Regions from separate parts of the Mus musculus genome. Here region 2 is linked to region 1. The links are chromatin contacts, called in public HiChIP or PLAC-seq maps. All regions are on one chromosome and are shown on one strand. Each heading gives the region's core, a stretch centred on a gene start, on an enhancer-like site or on the middle of the called end of the contact. The rest is flanking DNA. Distances are from core to core; before and after follow the strand shown. Region 1 holds the start of Fgf13 (fibroblast growth factor 13). Region 2 holds the start of Atp11c (ATPase, class VI, type 11C).

Region 1 (5,290 bases), core at 2,633-5,132:
TGTATCCATAACTTGGTGAAACAATTTATTATGAACCACTATGTAGTGACGTGTGTTACTTCATTCCAGTAAAGTGCTGAGCTTCGTTTGGGTAGTTGTTTCAAATAGAGTAGTATGCATGAAAGAGTAACTAGGATTCGTTATAAAACTTTAATATCATCACAGCAACACAGCATTTGGCAAAACACTGAACAGCCATTTAATATACTAGGCCTTCATCCTAGGAACCAAGAGACATTTCTTCAAGGGTAATTGAAGGTAACTTTCTCTTGAGGTACTATTTCAAGCCTCAGCCCAGGAAGCATTCTTAAAAGGTGTAAAATTCTTTAATCCTTAATACTGGAACACTTATCTATGGCTTTACTGCCTACAGTTATGCAGTTCCAAAAGAATGAACTACAGAGAATTCCTTAGCAGCCAGACCTACTTTCCGTGGCTATTTTCTCAGCCAACAATGGGAATATTTCTAGGAACTAACAAATCTGAGGGAAATGAATCCAAATTTTGAAAACAGAATGAATTATGAGAACCAAGAATTTTTTAGTCCTCAGAAACAAATGAGTAAGTCTGCAGATATCTGTAAATTGAAAGAAACAACAATTATTAATATTGAAGGAAAGGGGGCACTATTTGTAATTTTGTTTTAATTATTCTAAATAAATATTTGTAGACAAAGGTGTATAACAAACACCTTCAGATCACTGGGCTTCAGTAATTGCAAATAAAACTCCATTTTGATGCATTTCCTTCTTAATTCAACATTATGGTCTCCAGTTTAGTTTAAAGAAATCCCATTGCATAGCCATGCAAGTAACTCAATGTTAAAATATCAATTAGTCTCAGACTTATTGGTATAATGTGGCAGGGGCAAAAGCTTGTAACAATGAATTATCGCGGTATGAAACCACTCCTGCCTCTTGGGATGAGGTTCATCTTTAAGAGTGGAGATAGCATGCTATTTCAGGATCACTGTGTGGGTGAGAAATTTTTCTGGGGGGAAAAAGTAATAAAATCCAAAGGACAGCCATAAATCTATCTAGATTACCATGGAGATGACATTTGGATCATCCTTCAGATAGTGTCAACACTATTTGCTCAACTTTGTATTTTGGATGTTTCCATGTTCAACTTCCTGTCGGTGAGCCTATGCAAACAGGGTTATGTCACATGATCATATTTTGCATTGACATAAGGATTTGGCAAAGTTTGTTTGAATTAAAAACAAATAAAAAGAACCCAATGTCAACAATATGCTGGTACATACTATTTATTTAGCAGTCACTTACTGTAAGTGCTGTCCTCGTCTTTGGTGCCATCAATGGTTCCATCTGCCTGCAGTTGCAAGTGGTAGCCTTGTCGGCTGTATAGTTTGGTAACTATACCCTTAAGCTGAGGCTCTGCAAAGAGAACAATGGTTTGGGTCAATTGATATAATATATATATATATATATATATATATATATATATATATATATATATATATATAGTGGAAGAGATTCAGGATTCAAAATTCTACTTTAACATAGAAATTTTAGTGGGGGTTAAAAATCAAACTATATTTTGAAAGAGTCCTCTGAAAGAAAGAAAACAAGCAAACAAATGAGAAATTTAAGGAAAAAACACATTAGAATATATGAAAAAAACATTTGATTTCTATTTCAAAACATTGGTAATACACTAAAGCTTTTGACACTGTCTACTATTTCTGATCACTGGCCCTTTTGTATCTAGTGGCACTCCACCTCGTTAAACATTCTGAATGAGTTGGCAAATGGTATAGTCTGCCTTCTGAATAATGTGTTACTTTTCATGTGGAAGGAAAATAAATACAAAAATAATGTAGAGTAGCTCGCCAACCGGTTGCCAAACCCACCAGCAACAATTTCCTTAAGAATAAGCACAATTTGTAGAAGGCTATCTATCTAACCTGGAATCCCATCAAAGGACCTCTAGCTACAAAACTGAGTCTCCCAACATAAGATAATAAAGAGTGGGTAGAAAAAACAGCCATCTCCAGCCCTATCAGATTTTTTTTTCCTTATGGAAAATGGATGTGAAAAGAACAGTTTCTGTTAATGAAGAGGAAGGAAAATAAAATCGTACTTATTTTCAAATTTAATATAAAACACATGATTACTCAAAACATAGGTTCTTGATTAAAATGATCATCAAGTATTAATCACCATAGATTAATCAAGCATTTAATTTATTTGCTTTCATTGAATACCGACACCTGCATTAAAATAATATTTATTGGTGTCACATAATCACACGTTGTAATGGCTTTTTTAAACAAATTTAATTCACAGCTTATGCATTACAAACTTTGTGCAAACTGAAGACGTATGCCTGCTTTTGGAAATTCCAGGGTGTGTAGAACACACAGAGAAATAACTGATGGATGAGTAAGTCTGGTTTGCTGTAATACTTGTCAAATAAAAGGCAAGAAAATGGTGCGGACGGTTTATATGGTCAAGAAAGGTAAATAAACTGCCTGCTCCCCTCCCTGCCCCCACCCCCACCCCCAAGGTCTACCTTGACGCAACCTGACACCTAAGGCTTTTGGAATTTCTTCTGTCGCGGAAATACCTTGCCACTCAGCACTGAAATGGTCCAAAAGGACCCACAACCTGAAGATGATTTAAGTGCTGTCTTTTGTCTTGTATTTAATGTCAAGTTATCAGTTTTACTAGTCTGACCAGGTCACTAAAATCTTTGACGCAAGGTTCTAGAATTATTGCCACCACCACAACCACCCCCCCTCCAGCAAACGCTTCAAAGCTGCCCCACAAGTCACGTCTGTCCCGAAAAGAAATGGAATGCCTAAACAGTGGAAAACTCATAGCCCTTGGGACTGGAACCTGGAGGGGAAGGGTCTGGCTGGCAGTGATGAAAGCAAGATAGGAGTTCCCCGGCTTTTCCAGGAGGGATGGGCAATGAAGTCAGCCCTGCTCCTCTCTTGCGATCTCCAAACCTACAGGACAGCCTGTCTGGGTTACGCCTTCCCTTAGCCCAGGGGCATGCACACCCATACATGCATGTGGCAGGTCTGAAGAGGAGGGCGCACCTCCAGGGCAAGCTATGCTCCTGGGCTCTGTGCCTGTCCCAGGGCAGTTGCATTGCAGCAAGCCTGTTTAACTGTTACAGAGGCAAGGAAAAAAAAAAAAAAAAGCAATCGCCTTCCCACGCACGCACACCGGCTAGGGGGCCTCATCTGCACAAGCTAGGCTCCAAACTCACCTACGCTTCCATGCCGCCCCCAACCCCCTTCACAGTCGCAAAGTAAGAGAGGGCAAAGATAAAAGGCAAAGCCCCTTTCCGACCTGGTCTCCTTCTGCGCCTCTTCTTGGAGCCAAAGAGTTTGACCCGGGAAAAGACGTTTAACTTGTTTTTGTCGCAGCTGGTCTTGCCTTTGCTGGGGCTGCTGACACACTTGCAGGCATTGGATTTCTCGCGCTCGCGGGCTTGTCTCTTTTGCCGGATGAGCGAGCTGGCGATAGCCGCCGCCATGGCCACGACGCCCACCACCACCACTTCTTCGGGGGCCCCTCTGCCTTCGCCTCCTCTCGCTCCTCCGCTGCTGCGCTGCTCGCGCCTTGGCCGCCTGGGTCTCCTTAGCCTGCGCTTGCTTGGCCGGGGCTTCTGGGCACTCCGGCTTCAGTCGCGGAGGGGGCTCAGCATGCCTTCTGAGCTCCTCCGAAGGTGCTCGGGCTCCCGCGCGGGTTCTGGTAGCCTTGGTCCGAACCGACGCCACAGCCCCGGGCCGGGATGGCAGGCGAGACTAGCAGGAGGCAGGCAGAGAGCTGCGCTTGTGACTGCGTGCGCTCGGCCCCTGAGCCCCGAGGACACGGTGCAAGTCCAAGCGGCTCGGGTCGGAGTTTCGCGGCACCCCCGCCCTGTGTCGCGTGGAGGGGGCCGGAGGAGGGAGGCGGGCGGAGGGAGAGCGCGCGGGCGGGAGAGAGGCCGCGGGCGCGGGCGGCGGGCGCGAGGAGGGAGGAGGCAGCGCACGGGGGAGCGCGCCCTCGCCCTGGCCCCTCCGGCGCTTCCACTAGTCCTTGCAACTTCGCCGCCTGAAGACCGGCAAAAGTTGGCCGGTGCCAGCTTTCCCGCAGGGATCAAACAGGTAATGGCCTGGCATCGTCGCTGTGGCTGCTGCTCTGGGCGCGGCACCGTCGCAGCACAGGAATTCAGTCGCTGCAGGCACCCTCCAGAAGAGCGCGACAGCCTGGCGGAGGCCCCCTCCCTGTCTCGGCGGCCCCTCCCTCCCGGAACCCAGCTACTGGCTCCCGCCCGCCCGCCGCCCCCGACCGCCCCACCCCCCGGGTGCAGAGTCCCCGCTCCCACGAACACCTGTAGAAGATCAAGACACTGCCCCGTTGCCCAAAGCCCTCTTTCCTTTTCCCTAAAAGAGGCTTAGGGAGAAACAGTGATGGAGGAGGCACTTAGGGTGAGATAGTTGCCTTGCAGGAGCTGGGCTGTGCTGGGCTTTGGGGCTGGGAGAAGAGGAAAGAGGGTGTGCATTGAGTACAGGACTCAGAGTTAGCCCCAGCCAGAACCCCAGAAGTTGCCCAGACTCCTGCACATGGCTCAGTAATAGCCCACATCCCACCAGAGACCTGCGGAGATATTTTGCATGGCGACACTTGTAGCCCTTCAGGAGAGGAGGCCAGGGCACACAGACGGGTTCAGCCCCCACTATAGCGGCAGCAGCAGGCACTGCAGAGCTGCTCCAGCACACCACGCTGCCACCCAGTGGTTTCTGCTGACTTTTCCTTTCGTGCTGAAGTGTACTGGCCAAGCCTCGTTGTTTTTTTTTGTTTTGTTTTTTTTTTCTCCTCGTCGCCCCCTCATCTGGCCATTTGGGAGCCACGCAGTGAGCCTGGACGTGTACCACGGGCAATATTGGGGGAAAAGAGCATAGCCCAGATCTTCATTTCAGCTCTGCTCCATCCCCCATTTCCTGCTTCCTTCTTTTACTTCTTCCTCAAAACCAAAAAGATTCATCTATAACCCCCAATTCTGGAATCAGCTTGGCCTTTTACTAGCTAATTTGTACTAATAGGTTCTTTCTCTCAGTCCTTGTAAATGCATTAATGAGATCATTAGTCCGTCCACCTCTGTACCTTTAGATGCTATTATTTTGCTGTTTTGTTTTAATCTCCAAGGCTAAATAGAAAGCTCTACTAGGGCTCTACGCTTTTTGTACTGGACCCTCTCCTCTTTCCCAGGTCATTTCAAAATAAACTAAAATGCAAAACCAATGCTTAACTTATCCAGAGTCTCTGAGAAA
Region 2 (5,355 bases), core at 331-2,830, 1.3 Mb after region 1:
TGCTTCAGCAAAGCATCCAACACAATCCACTGCCCATGGCTCTTGAGATCCTGCATGTACACACCGTTTCCTGCTCAGTGCCACAGGTAATAATTACCTCCACCTCCCTTTGCATGTTTCTGAGTGAAACAGACATCTGGCAAAACCTAAAAAGTATTAGTATACTGATATCCTAAAAGGGGATGCCTTAAGTGTGATTAAGCAGGGGACATTTGTGAAAGTTTCAGATATGGGGGGTGGGAAATGACAGCAAATTGTTCTGACCTATGAAAAATATGTCAGCAATGATTTAATTAGAAATGACTCCACAAAGTTACCAAATTGTCAAGTCCTTAAGTCTATCCTAAGACGGAATGGGGAAGCATTCTGCATTCTCCCCCTTAACTACAGGGAAAAAAATAAAAATTTTAGGATGATGGCTTTCTTTAATATCCGTGGCAGAAATAAAATCCTATTCCCTGACACCTCTTCTGGAAATTAGGGGAGTTGCTACAAACATCCTTTAAGTAAACTGCTCTACTTTACTCAGTTCTTAACATACCCTCTGAGTAAACAGGTTAATCCAAAAAGTCAATAGCAGCCAGAAATCGCTCCCTCCCAATCCCGTGCCACACTCCCCACAGAAATACAATTCCCTTTTCTGGGGGGCTTTAGAGGCGTGGAGAAGGTGGTCGGAGGAGTTCAGCTGCCGGGTGGATTCCAAGCCTGGAGCAGAGGGTGCTGCTCTGCGAGGCTTGAGCCCCAGGGTCTGTAAAGCTGGAACAGGCTCCCGCCGTCGCTGCTGGCCCCAGCCCATCGTGCCCACAGCCCTCGCTCTTTCTGTCACCCTCAAGGTGAGCTTGGAGGCTGAGTCCTCAAAGTTTGCCCAGTCTCTGGTCATCGGCCATGGCCCGGGCGAGGCTGAGCCCTGGTTTAGCCTCCGCTTCTCTCAGCCCCCTAGCTCTTCTTTTGGGCCACAGTGACAGGTCTAGGTTTACCTCCACGTGCTCGTGGCAGAGGAAACAAAAGAAAGCTTCCTCCCCGATAATTCAACGCCATCTTCCACTAATTGGGAAACTGAGCCCCCCGCCCCGGGGAGCCCCCCGCCCCGAGTTCCGCGCGTCTGTCACTCCGAGGCGATTCCCCAGGCTGGAGGCAGAGTTCCTCAGAGCCTCGGGGAACCTCAGCTGAAATGTCCCGGGGCAGGGGTGGGACGCCCGAGAGCCCCACCTGCCTCCCCACCCAGGCCACCCGGGGCGCCGGGTTTCCGCTAAAACGCAGAGGCGGGGGAGGGGGCTGGCGCGTCCCGCTCGTCCCCTCGCCCAGAGACTGCGAAGGAGCGGCGGGGGGCCAGCGAGCGGGCCACCGGGGTACGCGTGGAGCCGCGGCCAGTGTACTCACCAAACGGTTGAGGGTCCGGCGGAACATCGCGTCCGAGGCTGCGGGGTGCCAGGCTGGGCTCCGCTGGGCTGTCTGGGAAGGCGCCGTCCACAAAACACACTGCGGCGTGGGCCCGCGGCGCAAAGCGGACAGCTAGCTCGCCTGCCCTGTCGCCAGCCCGCTGCCGCCTGCCCTCCTGCCGCCTGCCCTCCTCGCCTCTGCGCGCCCCCGCCCCCGGCCGCCCAACCGCCCGCCCGCCCGCGCGCTCGCCGCCCCGCCCCGCCCCGCCCTCCCCGCGACCCGCCCCCAGCCCCGGCCCGCCCGCCTCGGGGGCGGCGGCCCCGTCGCTCCCCTTATCTGGCCCCAGCACCGCCCCGCGCTCCCGCCGCAGCCCGCCTCGCAGCGAGCCCGGCGCGCGGGGGAGGGATGGCGGACCGGCCGCTGCTCAGCCTGGCTCCCCGTCAGCGCCCGCCTCGGCACCCCGCGCCTCACGCTCGTCCTGCCGCTAAGCCCCCGGCCGAGTCCCCACTCGCCCGCTTCAGCGGTCGCCCGTCTCGGGCGTCCCCGCGCCTCGCCTGGCAGGACTCCCAGGGGTCTGTGAGGAGCCACGGTCTCCCTCACCCCGGCCCTAACTCGTCCGTTGGCGCCGCTTCGCTCGCAGTCCTTCCTCGGCCCCGCGCTTTCGCCCGCCCAGCACTTCTGGCTGAGGAGAGCCTCGGTGCGGCCCGCCTCGAGGCTTCCAGGCGTGCCCGCTTCCTGCCCGGGAGTGGCCGCTCTCTGAGGGACGACTCGGGACGAGCCGGGGACTAAGGGGACCCTGGCGCGGGCGGGCGGGCGCGGCGCGGGCGGCTGGAGTAGTTACAAAAGCCGCCCCCTCCAGGCGTCCCTCTTGGGTCCCACCTAAGCCGTCTTCACCTCGCAGTTGGGGTTGGGGCTTTGGGGCTTTGCGTTCCCTGTCGTCTGACTACCCCACCTAAGCCCGCTTACTTCCACTTTCTCTAGGAGGTTGTAAAGTCGGGCTTTGTGTCGTTGGTGCTGCGCAGCGGGGCGGGATTTCCCTGCCACCCTCTCCTTGATCGCCCGCCCTTTTCCACGCTCCTGGGGCACCCTGGGAGTTGTAGTCCAAGGGTTCGCTTGGACTGATATTGTGGGCTGGGAGCTCCCCCATATGCACGGCTCCAGTCAGTTCACAGGGTTGCAGAGGGAAGCTGCCCGAGGTTCTCCCTACCAGCTGCGTGCAGAAATCAGAAACACTGGGTAGATTCTTAGCTGTGGGAAATGTGATGAGGATAAATTACATAAAGCCCCGAATGCTGAAAGACTTTCCCAGAACTCAACATTTACGCCACAAGAAATCTTGCACGCCCTCAACTTGCTAACTTAACATTTGCATTTACAAAAGTTTAAAACTTAAAAATGAAAGCTTGGTCAAGTATTCCCTTGAACCTGGACAGTTCTCTCTGCTCCCACCCTTTTTTTCCACTACCTTCTGAGACCCGGCCCTAGGCTGTGAGCTGAGAACTTTCAAATTCTTCTATAAACATGTTGAAGAAGTAGGTAAAGGGAGCTCTTCTCTACGGAGAGGCGAGTTCTCTCAACAACCTGGAAAGGTTGGGCTCAGCTATTCCCTCGACCTAATGTGAACTCCTGAAGGGCTTTTATTGTGAGGCGGCTAGGGCACTACCACATTTTACCCCTTGAAGGATAGTTTGATTTCAGCATTTACTTGGGTGTTTTTTTTTTATTTGTGTGTTTGTTTGTTTCCTAGAAACTGGAAACAGCAATGTGTTAAAAGACCTCCCTAGTAGGCCGAAGTGAAGTTACAAACTACAAACACATAAAACCTACACATTTGAATGTAATGATTTCTAATGTCAAAGGAAACAGGGGAGAGGATAATGTCTTTACAAAGGATCCGGGGAAACTCCTGAAAACCATGCAATTTTCACTGGGCGAGACCTATAAACAGAGCTGCAGGAGATTAACCCAGGCCTAGGAATGTGGGAAGGCTTTGGAGGAGCCCAGGGAACAAAGTCCTGGGTAGAGAAGGAGAGGTCAGTTGAAAAGTACAGGGCAACCTACGAAAAAGAACACAGCCACTCTGTCAAGGCAGGAACCAGGACACATGTGGGCGGGGCATTACAAATGAAAGCTAAACCCCTAAGCAGCCATAGAAACAAGCTATGAAGTTTGACCTTGTTTCTGTGGTCAAGGAGGAGCCCAAGCACAATAAAGTGCAAATGCAAGAGATTGAAATTAGTTCCTGAAAGGTCCTAACTGCCTAGAGGGAAAGTCCAGCATTTCTACTTTCCCTACTATGACTCTCCGTTGCCTTACACTTAGGTGTGCCTAACGATTTGTAAGAAATCCTACATTTGTAGTAATTGGATATTAGGACACTTAATCGTACAACACAGATCTAAACTTGTGCTCTCTACTCCAAGGAATTGCTTTTAAGTAAAGTTGGTTTTTTTCCTGACTTTTATTGAACACAGAAACTATCTTAATTTCATTTATTAATTATTTGTTGAATAACTTTTATGTGAGGAACACTATTCTTAATACTGGAATGGGGAACTGAAGGAAGTTATTGCCACTCAGTAATGTGCCCAGCAAAAATGAAGATATTCTGAAGAGACACTCAGATCTCTCAGTCTGACTATATATCACATTGTTGAAACAATAGATCCCAATGGAATGGGAATTTACAAGGGAATCCCACACTTAGTGAAGGAAAAGCTTCCTGCCAGAGAGGGGAACTTGTCCGGAGAAGAGATTTGACACGTTTCTAACAATTTCTCAGACCATCTTACAATATGAGACGAAAGTCCAGACAATGGTGGCACTGGGTCAGTGTTAGGTGGGAGCACACTTTGCCGAGACTGTTTTTCTGCGCATGTCCTTTGGGGAGAGGTAGGGGAGGAGCTGCCGCTCGGTTTCTTTGCCCTTTATCAATGTGACCACTGTTTTACACTTTCGACTTGGCTCTTTTGATTGACTCCTTGAGGATGGATGGCCAGATCTGCCTTGAATCATAGATTGTAACCCCCAAGTTTGATAGCAATCCAGGAAGGAATATAGAATCTTTATCAACAATATGTAAACTTTTTGATAAAATAAGTAGTGGAAAACTATTTCAGACAGTTTGGGATGGAAGTTTTTAACTAGTAAATAATTTTTCCATATCTAGTTTTGTTAAGCAGATGGAAGAAAATATACTTATAGATTTATTCAGATAAACTTTTTAAAATGGACATTCAAAAAAACTTTTTTAAATTTTACCACATTTTAAAAGCAGTGATTTTAAGATCCATCGGGACGTAGTAAAAATTGTTGCTCACATTTCATTTGTTATTAGAATTCCACTGTCTTTCTGTTATTCTAATTTATTTCAACACAACGCCTTATACTCCTGAGTCCTGAATAATTTGCTTCACTATAAAAATGCAATTCCAAACCAATCAAACTGCGCTTACGAAAACATGAGATTTATGCAAAAGCAATTTTTCCATACCTCAAGCTCAACCTGAAATTAGAGTTGCTCATGCAAACATCCCATAGAGTCACTCCTTTGTGATTTTTTTTAAGACAGGAAGAAATTATTTTTGTTCTTTCAGTGCCTCTTCACAGTTTCCAAAGAAAACCTAGGTGTTGTGGATGACTATGAAAAGCAGACCATCAGCTAACAGTTGTATTCAGCCAATTCCATAAAGACAGCTACAGAAACTACCTTCCTCCTGCTGAAACTGTCATAGCAAGTAATGGTGCATAATGCCAACAAGTCCACCTTCTTATTCTTTGTGTTTGTTTGGTTGGTTTTTGTTTGTTTGTTTTTCTTTTTCGAGACAGGGTTTCTCTGTGTATCCCTGGCTGTCCTGGAACTCACTCTGTAGACCAGGCTGACCTCGAACTCAGAAATTCAACTGCCTCTGCCTCCCGAGGGCTGGGATTTAAGGCATGAGTCACCACGCCTAATGCCAACAATTCCAGAGTGTC

Evidence for each region. HiChIP or PLAC-seq counts read pairs in DNA pulled down with a chosen protein or histone mark.
Region 2: an H3K4me3 HiChIP or PLAC-seq map of forebrain shows a contact between it and region 1, with 9 times the contacts expected there. The contact joins the promoter of Atp11c here to the promoter of Fgf13 in region 1. A contact is called at or near these places in 5 of 39 promoter capture datasets (the C10 cell line, cranial neural crest, hippocampal neurons and 2 more), 1 of 484 Hi-C or Micro-C datasets (embryonic stem cells) and 1 of 115 datasets of contacts at active chromatin or transcription factors (forebrain).

The regions. Positions count from the first base shown.
Region 1 is chrX:59,130,554-59,135,843 of GRCm38.p6, forward strand. Fgf13 (fibroblast growth factor 13) reads right to left here and starts at 3,883. Exons shown (of 5, transcript NM_010200.3): 1 at 3,324-3,883; 2 at 1,287-1,397. The coding sequence starts at 3,510.
Region 2 is chrX:60,402,425-60,407,779 of GRCm38.p6, forward strand. It overlaps Atp11c (ATPase, class VI, type 11C), which reads right to left and starts at 1,581. Exons shown (of 30, transcript NM_001037863.2): 1 at 1,381-1,581. The coding sequence starts at 1,407.